Regions from separate parts of the Mus musculus genome. Here region 2 is linked to region 1. The links are chromatin contacts, called in public promoter capture Hi-C maps. All regions are on one chromosome and are shown on one strand. The core of a region is the stretch at or near the end of the contact, and the rest is flanking DNA. Distances in the headings are between cores, read along the strand shown. Region 1 holds the start of Rbms2 (RNA binding motif, single stranded interacting protein 2). Region 2 holds the start of Cnpy2 (canopy FGF signaling regulator 2).

Region 1 (4,656 bases), core at 820-3,319:
GAGTTCGAGGCCAGCCTGGTCTACAGAGTGAGTTCCAGGACAGCCAGGGCTATACAGAGAAACCCTGTCTCAAAAAACCAAAAAGAAGAAGAAGAAGAAGAAGAAGAAGAAGAAGAAGAAGAAGAAGAAGAAGAAGAAGAAGAAGAAGAAGAAGAAGAAGAAGAAGAAGAAAAGGAAGGAAGGAAGGAAGGAAGGAAGGAAGGAAGGAAGGAAGGAAGAGAAAGAAAGAAAGAAAGAAAGAAAGAAAGAAAGAAAGAAAGAAAGAAAGAAAGAAAGAAAGAAAGAAAGAAAAAGATAAGAGGCAATGGCTCATTCATATCTGTGATCCTGTGACCAGCCTGGGCTACAGAGTGAGTTTTAGGCCAACTTGGAGCAAAGACGGAGACCATGTCTCAAAACCCAAAACTAATAGAAAATGAGAATGAAACTTGTATACAGTACTATAAAGAGCTGAGGAGAATAAAGATAGGTGGAATGTTCCCTTTCAAACACACATACATATAAAATGAATTATATATACATATATACACATATAACATATATATATATGCATATATATATATTAGAAGGGCATCAGTTAATACCTATTGAAATATATAATATAATGTTTGTATATGTGTGTAATCAAAAATATGCATAGAGCTTCATTTCTTTTTTTGTTTTTGTTTGTTTTTTGACACAGGGTTTCTCTCTGTAGCTCTGGCTGTCCTGGAACTTGCTTGTAGTCCAGGCCGGTGTTGAACTTAGAGATTGGACTGCCTCTGCTTCCTGGGTACTAGATTTAAAGGCTTGCACCATCACCTGGCTGTAGAGCTTTCTTTCTTAAGCACATAAACAGAATGAAAACCACATAAACTACCCACCAGAGTACTGCCCTGATGAGATACTAGTATTCGAGTCTCTGAAATGGTCTTTTCAGGTCCACGAGGATATGAATCTCTCCCCACCTCCAACATTCCATCAAACAAGCATAGATCTCTGCACCACGTGTTTTCTTAAAGAACAGCTGTAATGCTCAAAAGAGACCAAAAAGTCTTCCTGCTATGGCTCAAAGCTCCTCCTCCAGCATTGCATACCACAAAATGCCAAGAAACTGCCAAGGATACTCTCTGGCAAATGTGGGCAAGCCTGTCTATCTCTCTCCAGGCTGTTCATTCACTCAAACATACCTTAACTCCTCAGGCAGCCAGGGGTTAATCATAAAGACTCCAGGGATCCTTGCTAAGCCTGGCTATCTGCAGGGTTCCAAGTATCCTCTCAAAAGGCATGACCCAAAGAATCACAGAGCTTTCTGCCTTAATCCCAAAGCATGTTATCTCCCCAAATTCCTCTGCCAGGATGGGTGGGGTGGGGTAGGGTCTCTCGTCTAGAAGCACACACTTAATTCTTGATGAGCCTTGAGACCTCTCAAACTACCTGTAATTTTTCTGCTATCTGGTGGGTTGAGTAAAAAGCGAAGTGAGGTGGGGGTAAGGGTGGATGCAATTAACCAAAATGATAAAATAATCTTGCCGGGTGTGAGCCTAGGGACAAGGTCTGAGTTGTCAGACTATCCCCGGGACCATGGGCGCAGCAGCAGACAGGCAGACTAACTTCGTTTCAGAAGATACAAACTTGCAAAGTTGGTTGTTTTTATTCCGCTGCCTCCTCCAGCCTCACAAACTTCTGCTCTAAATTCCTTTAACTCCAGAACCAGGTGCAAAAAGGCAGGAAAGACGCGGTGGAAGGAGAGGCGCTGAAGGGGGACAGAGGAATCTCGTTCCCCTCTTAAAGGAGAATTCTAAAACCAAGGGCGCTCCTGGATCCCTAGGAAAGGAAGTAGCTGATTCCCCAAAAGCACTTTTTTCCTACCTTCTTGTTGTTCTTGTTATAGCCAAAAGTCGAAATCCCAGGCCTGGAAGTCACTGATAGCAGCATTTTTTCTTTACTGTTACGGAGCTGAGAGAGAGAAAGAAGAGAGTGAAGGAAAGGGAGGGAGAAAGAGGGAGGGAGGAGGGGAGGGGGAAAGGAGAGGGAGAGAGGAAGGGAGGGAAAGAGGGAGGGAAGGGAGAAGGGAGGGGGAGGAGAAAGAGGAGAAAAGGAGCACGCAAGAGAGAGAGAGGGAGTGGGGGGGGGGCCTGCGGGGAAGAATGAGCTAGGTCTGCTCCTTACGTCACTGAGAGAAGTTAACCCAAAGTCAGAACGAGCCACTTCCACTGGGTCCTAATGCCCGGGATGTTCTGTTTTGGTTTTGGTTTTCATAGGCTTAGTTCAAGCTAGAAAGAAGAATTCTTAGGTCTAATCCTTTTCAAATGTAACCCTGTTTCTCCATGAACAAGTTCTGATTATTATGAAAAGACAATTAACCTATTATTAATAAAAGACAATGGTTTTTGTTGTTGTTTTGTTTTGATTTGAAGCTTTCTTTCCCTGAGATCTCAGCTACAAGATTTCAAACTTGGCCTGAAAAATGTCTTAGTAAGTTGCCAGGCCTATGCTCAGTTCCCAGATCTACATGGTAGAAGGAGAGAACCAGCTACCAAAAATTTTTCTCCCCCGACCCCAGCACCCAATGTGGCATGCCCACATATGCACATACAAAAAGAAATAAATGAAATAGTATATATATATATATATATATATATTTAAAGACATCAAGCTTAGTGTAAAAGGACCATCTTGACTGCCTCCCAGAGCATGGAAAGAAGACTATATGGCAATACCGTGTGTGAGAGCTCAGAGCTCAGACTAGTTTATATTAGGGTGATTTTTTTTTTTTTTTTTTTTGGTTTTTGAGACAGGGTTTCTCTGTGTAGCCCTGGCAGTCCTGGAACTCACTTTGTAGACCAGGCTGGCCTCGAACTCAGAAATCCACCTGCCTCTGCCTCCCGAGTACTGGGATTAAAGGTGTGCACCACCACGCCCAGGCCCAGCTTATATTAGGGTGATCTTGATGCAGTAAGAAAGATTTTGGAGTCTGGAGAGCTGGCTCAGGGGTTAAGAGCATGGCTGCTACTCCAGGAGAGCACAGCTGATTCCCAGCATCCACATGAGGTGACTCACAGTCACCTCTATGGCCACTAGCTTCCATGGATACCAGCATGCTCACACATGTGTGCTCTCTCTCCCTCTCCCACTCCCCCCCCCCATCATATACACATGCATACGTATATACACATACATAAGTACACAAAACACACACAGAGACACACATACACACACAATGTTTTATTTTTTATTTTTTGAGACAGGGTTTCTCTGTGTAGCCCTGAATGTTCTGGAACTCACTCTGTAGACCAGGCTGGCCTGGATATCTGCCTACCCCTGCCTCCCAAATGCTGGGATCAAAGGTGTGCACCCCCACTGCCAAGCTAATTTTTTTAACATTAAAAAAAAAGTATCTTGGAGCTGGCGAGATGGCTCAGTGGTTAAGAGTGCCAACTGCTTTTCCGAAGGTCCCGAGTTCAAATCCCAGCAACCACATGGTGGCTCACAACCATCCGTAATGAAATCTGACGCCCTCTTCTGGAGTGTCTGAAGACAGCTACAGTGTACTTACATATAATAAATAAATAAATAAATAAATAAATAAATCTTTAAAAAAAAAGTATCTTAAAATTAATAGGGCTGGTGAGATGGTTCAGTGGGTAAGAGCACCTACTGCTCTTCCAAAGGTACTGAGTTCAAATCCCAGCAACCACATGGTGGCTCACAACCACCCATAATGAGATCTGATACCCTCTTCTGGTGCGTTTGAAGACAGCTACAGTGAACTTATTCTAATAAATAAATCTTTTAAAAGAAAGAGAAAAAAGTAATTAATTAATTAATTAATTAATAATAATACAGAGAAACCCTGTCTCAAAAAACAAATAATAATAATAAGAAGAAGAAAAAGCATGGCCTAGGGATGGTGATACACTGCTTAAAGCTGGAACTCCAGCATGTATGAAGAAAGATCACCAAAAGCCTGAGGCCAGCCAAGGCCACAGAGTGACCAGTGACCGTAGGATCCACTGCAGAGCTTGAGGGAAAAGGCCAGCCTAGGCTATACTTTTTTTCACATGATAGTTCAGCAGGTAAAGGTGCTGAAAGATCTGGATTAATTCCTGGGACCCACGGGGTACAAGGGAGAAGAACCTACTCCTGAAATTTGTCCTCTGACCACCGTATGTGCTATAGTATACACTCACCAACACACACACACATACACACACACATTTTAAATGTAATAAAAGAGGACAAAAGTGAGTATGTTAAAAGCATATACAAATTAAATATACAATGGCAATAACTTCAGAGCCCTTGTTCCGTTCTGTCTGGGGTGACCGTTCCCAGCGCGAAGGCATCATCCCGAGACCAAGTCCACGCACCTCGCACCTCGGTGCTTTTGAACAAGTGGAAGCTTTACATTTTGTTATTATTTATTTACTTATTTATTTTTGGTGATCTCGGGAATTCAGCATGCTAAGCACGCACTCTCCCAAGCACTAAGCCAAGCCTTCAGCCCATGTGAGAGCTATCTTACTTAACTTTATGATTAATTTAATTACTTGTTGATGTAAGATAGGGTCTCACTCTGTAGTGCTCACTGACTTCAAACTCCGCATCTCCCTGTCTCCTTAGTGTGCTATTACTGGACATACATGAACGATCGCCCCCCCCCCCCCCCCGTTT
Region 2 (4,443 bases), core at 1,780-4,279, 150 kb after region 1:
AGCTCAGCACCACATGGAAGTGGACACAGGCGGCAGGCCTGCCTAGAGTCACAACTCAGGAGACACAGAAGAAACAGAACTTTAAGGTTAGTCTCAGTACATAATGAGTTCAAGGCCAGCCTGGGCTACAAAAGGCCATTTTTGCTTTTAAAAAGGAGAGTAGAAAGCACCAGGAGGCGACACTTTCAGGTCTGTAAGTTTGAAGCCAGTCTGGGCAGTAGAGGAGATACTGTCTTAACAACGATAGCAAAAAGCTACAACAATCTCTCAGGAGGCAGAGGCAGGTGGATGTCTGAATTCGAGGCCAGTCTGGTCTACAGTCTCAGTTCCAGGACAGCCAGGGCTACACAAAGAAACCCTGTCTTCAAACAAACAAAAAATCTACAAGAACAACAAAACAGGAATCATTTTAGAATAAAGAATAGTTATTTCTCAAGTTAGAATTACCATTTTTTTCAGCTAATGGTTTTAGTTAGATCTATCACTAATTTAAGAAGACGTTTTCTGGGTCTGACGAGTTGGCTTAGAGCACCTACCACTGCTCTTGCAGAGGGCCCAGGATCAAGCCCCAGTGCTTAACATGATAGCTCACAACCGCTCACAACCGTGTGTAACCTCAGTTCAGGCAATCTGACACCATCTTTTGACCTTCATGGTCACCATGCACACCCATACATAGACCACGCAGGCAAAACAGTCAGTAAACATAAAATAAGAAAAGATGTTTCTAGGAGACTGCGTGGGAGTGTTGTGGGTGCCAGGATAGAGATGGGGTGCCTGCCGCCTTTGTGAGTTCCTTAAGTATCGGTGTACCCCAGACCTGAAGATTCAAGGTGAGACCCATGACAGCATTGAGGATGCCCGCACAGCCCTTCAACTCTACCGGAAGTATCTGGAGCTGAGCAAGAACGGCACCGAGCCCGAGTCCTTCCACAAGGTGCTCAAGGGTCTCTATGAGAAGGGCCGAAAGATGGACTGGAAGGTGCCTGAGCCTGAAAGCCAGACAAGTCCCAAGAGTAAGGCTGGGCTGAGGCGAGGGAAACTGGGCTGGGTAGGTGTTGCTGGCATATGTCGAGCTTGTATACCACCACCTCAGATTATAATACCCCTACCTGCTCCTGAAGTGTCTGACAGTTCACACATCACTCAGTGTTTCCAATAGTCAGTGAGAGAGACACTGGTGTAGCCGCTTGCTCAGGGAAATGTCCATGCCTTGCCCTACTTCCCTCATGCTCTTTCTGTATAGTGAGTGTCCTGGTGCCTCCTCTGCTCACCCTGGTCTCCGTGATTCTGTCTCCTAACAGATGCAGCTGTCTTCTCAGTGCTGGCACTGTGAGCTGCCTTCCCTTTCAGTGCTGTCCCCAGAACTGAGAGGTGGCTTCTCAAGTCGGCTTTACCCTGTCCACTTCCAGAACTGGATCTGCTCAGGGTCTACAGATGGTGCTATTAATAGAACTGGAAAGCAGCAAAATTGTTGCAAAGGTTCTAGCTGCCAGATTCCCCCTTTATCCTCTGCAAAACAGTGGGCCAGAAACAAAGCCTAAAGTGACCCAGGTGGAGTGATTGGTGTTCGTAATAAATATCCTGGGCAACTGATATCTGTACAAAAGAGCTCTAGAACCAGAACTCTCAGTTCCCAGTCTGCTAGAGAACTGAAGTCCTGGACAGTCACAGGGTACAGAGACCCAGGCAGCTCCAGCATCTAGCTGCTTGAGAGACGGTGGCTGGGTGGACCAGCTTGTAGAGTCTCAATGGGCCAATCAAACCGGTGTGCAGGAAGCTGAGCTACTGGCTTCATTCCTGACCACAGCTGAGAAGTATCTGTCTTCCATACATTCTATCTCGAGTTTTGTTTTATTTTTTAAAAATTTTGCTTAAAACAGCATGTTTTATAAAATAAAAGTATTTTTATCTCATTAGAAAACCGCTAGTGTGGGATTCTTTGGCTTCTTTCTTTCTTTGATTTGACTTCACCAAACAATGAGAAAATGAAAACTGTGTTTTCAGATCCACACCTAGAAATGAAGATTCTGAGTCCCAGAATGAATGGATCCAGGAGGAACATAGTTTTTTTGTTTTTTTGTTTGTTTGGTTGGTTTTTGGTTTGTTTTTTGAGACAGGGTTTCTCTGTAGCCCTGGCTGTCCTGGAACTCACTTTGTAGACTAGGCTGGCCTCGAGAACTCAGAAATCCGCCTGCCTCTGCCTCTCAAGTGCTGGGATTAAAGGCATGCGCCACCATGCCGGGCACCAGGAGGAACATAATTGTTCTTCCCCTGGACGGTGTTCGGTCTTTGCTGTAGTTGCCTAGCACCCTAAATACATAAAGCGATCACAAATCCCAGTTTATCTCAAGACCTTAAGGCGTGGTGTCAACCTGTTATCCTAACAGCGGAGCAGTTGAGAACCACAGTCCCCAACCAGCCTGCGATGGGGAGTTGAGTTCAAGGCATCCTGGGCTACATAGCAAGACACTGCTTCACTCATGACAGTACCTGCGGTGTGCCGAAAATTCAGAGAGGAATTGCTCTATTCACAGCGTGAGAGCTAAGAAGAATATTGACCGTAATATAACCCACACCCCCATCCTCAGAGGATAAATTAAGAGAAATCTCCAAGAACCTGCCTGAAAAGGCAGATAATACCAAAAATGATATTACCCAATACATACCTAATGACGATCATTTATTAATTTGGTACAAGAAGGAAGTTGTTTTAAAAACTAGTTTTTTTGTTTGTTTGTTTGTTTTTTTTTTAAGAAAGAAAAAGACCTGTAGCTACTGGCAGAGTGGTACTGCAGTGCTTCCTGGGAAATGTAGTTTGCTGTATCATGAAATCTTTGTGCATTGAAACCTAGGCTTCTCTCCCACTACTAATTGCATCTGTTTGCAAGTCCTAGCCCACCTGGACTGATGCAATTTCCCCAGGCACCCCATGCGCTCGGTCCTCACTGTAAGCTAGGCTACCTTTGTTCTTTGGTTGGTCACGTGAACCAATTCGCCACGCAAGTCTGGGTCCTCAAGTCTTCCAAGGGGTCCTCGCTGCCTCGGAGGCGCTCCTAAAGCTGCCTGCTCGCGCGAGAGTTTGGAGGGGCGGGCTTAGGGTCAGTTTCGGTGGGGGGCTCGCACGGGACCCTCAGATCTCCGCTTAGGTGCCTAGTTAAGTGCGGGAAGCTGGGCCAGGCGGTCACTGGCCACCCTGAACCTGGCGGGAGCCGGAGCGCTCTGGAGAAGCCGGGACAGCCCCGTTTTTCCCAGCCAGCTGCTAGGGTTGGGACCCACAGAAAACAAAGTGAGAGTCCGGCTGCTTTCCAGAGCCTGGGCCACGGCGGCGGCCGTGGGAGCAGAGGTGGGACAGATGCGAGCGTCAGAGGCTGTGGGCGCACTGAGGTTGGGAATGGACCCGAGCAAAGCGATGGCGGAGTCCTTACAAAAGGGGCTGGTCTGTCTGCACGGGAGCTACTTACATTCTAGAGATGGGGATTCCGGAACCCTTGGTGCTAGGTCCACATAGGCCCTGGTTATGGAGTGTGCTCGCTGGCTTCATGGCCTGACTGGTTCCTTGCTGGCAGCTCCTTTCTGCCCGTCATTCTCACGTAATCGATAACCTCCATCTCAAAGCTACTGCATAGCTCTGTGAGTCCTCAGTGTCCTCAAAGTATCAAAACCCAGGCCCTCACCTGTGGAGGACATAGTTTCTGGATCTGAGTCCCAGTCCCGAGCTCTCACTCCCTATTCCCCCATCCCGAACTCCGGTCCCTCGGGTGTTTGTAACGAGGTTTTTTCCTGGAAAACAATCCGAATCACACCAAGGCCTCTGAAGGCCTTGGAATGAGGGGTGACGGTCATGGGGGAAATGGATCGCTCTCCTCACACCTGTGTTTCATTTTCATACAAATCCAGGTGGAGCGACCCTGTTACACTAAAGATGAAAGGCTGGGGTTGGCTAGCCCTACTTTTGGGGGTCCTGCTGGGAACTGCCTGGGCTCGAAGGAGCCAAGATCTACACTGTGGAGGTAAAAGCACGAAGACCAGTGGAGAAGTGGGAGGAAGATGACCCGTGGGAGTCATGAGATCCAAAGCTTGGAACAAGGATGGATAGAAAAACCCTCATTCCCCTCACCATCCCCACTCCCTGTTCTCTTCCCTGACACCAGCTTGCAGGGCTCTGGTGGATGAATTAGAGTGGGAAATTGCCCGCGTGGACCCCAAGAAGACCATTCAGATGGGATCCTTCCGAATCAATCCAGATGGCAGCCAGTCAGTTGTGGAGGTAATTTACTATCCCTCAAATAAAGTAGCTCACTCGGGCTTAGAGTATGAACTTGTTCGAAGAGAAGAAAGCAGGAAGTCATTCGACCTGTAATGATAATGATCTCAACCCTCAGAGGCGGGACCAGAAGGATCTTTCTGAGTTCTAGTTCTGGTCTACCCCATAGAATTAGG

Evidence for each region. Capture Hi-C pulls out chosen DNA fragments and counts their contacts.
Region 2: a promoter capture Hi-C map of adipose tissue shows a contact between it and region 1. The contact joins the promoter of Cnpy2 here to the promoter of Rbms2 in region 1. A contact is called at or near these places in 8 of 39 promoter capture datasets (the 3T3-L1 cell line, the C10 cell line, the HPC-7 cell line and 5 more), 1 of 484 Hi-C or Micro-C datasets (embryonic stem cells), 4 of 115 datasets of contacts at active chromatin or transcription factors (the SCID.adh cell line, embryonic stem cells and trophoblast stem cells) and 2 of 9 other capture datasets (adipose tissue and pancreatic islet).

What each region holds. Positions count from the first base shown.
Region 1 is chr10:128,174,499-128,179,154 of GRCm38.p6, forward strand. It overlaps Rbms2 (RNA binding motif, single stranded interacting protein 2), which reads right to left and starts at 2,070. Exons shown (of 13, transcript NM_019711.2): 1 at 1,852-2,070. The coding sequence starts at 1,917.
Region 2 is chr10:128,319,430-128,323,872 of GRCm38.p6, forward strand. Cnpy2 (canopy FGF signaling regulator 2) reads left to right here and starts at 3,030. Exons shown (of 6, transcript NM_019953.1): 1 at 3,030-3,346; 2 at 3,901-4,013; 3 at 4,155-4,270. The coding sequence starts at 3,926. It overlaps Pan2 (PAN2 poly(A) specific ribonuclease subunit), which reads left to right. Exons shown (of 26, transcript NM_133992.3): 25 at 819-1,016; 26 at 1,305-1,929. The coding sequence ends at 1,336.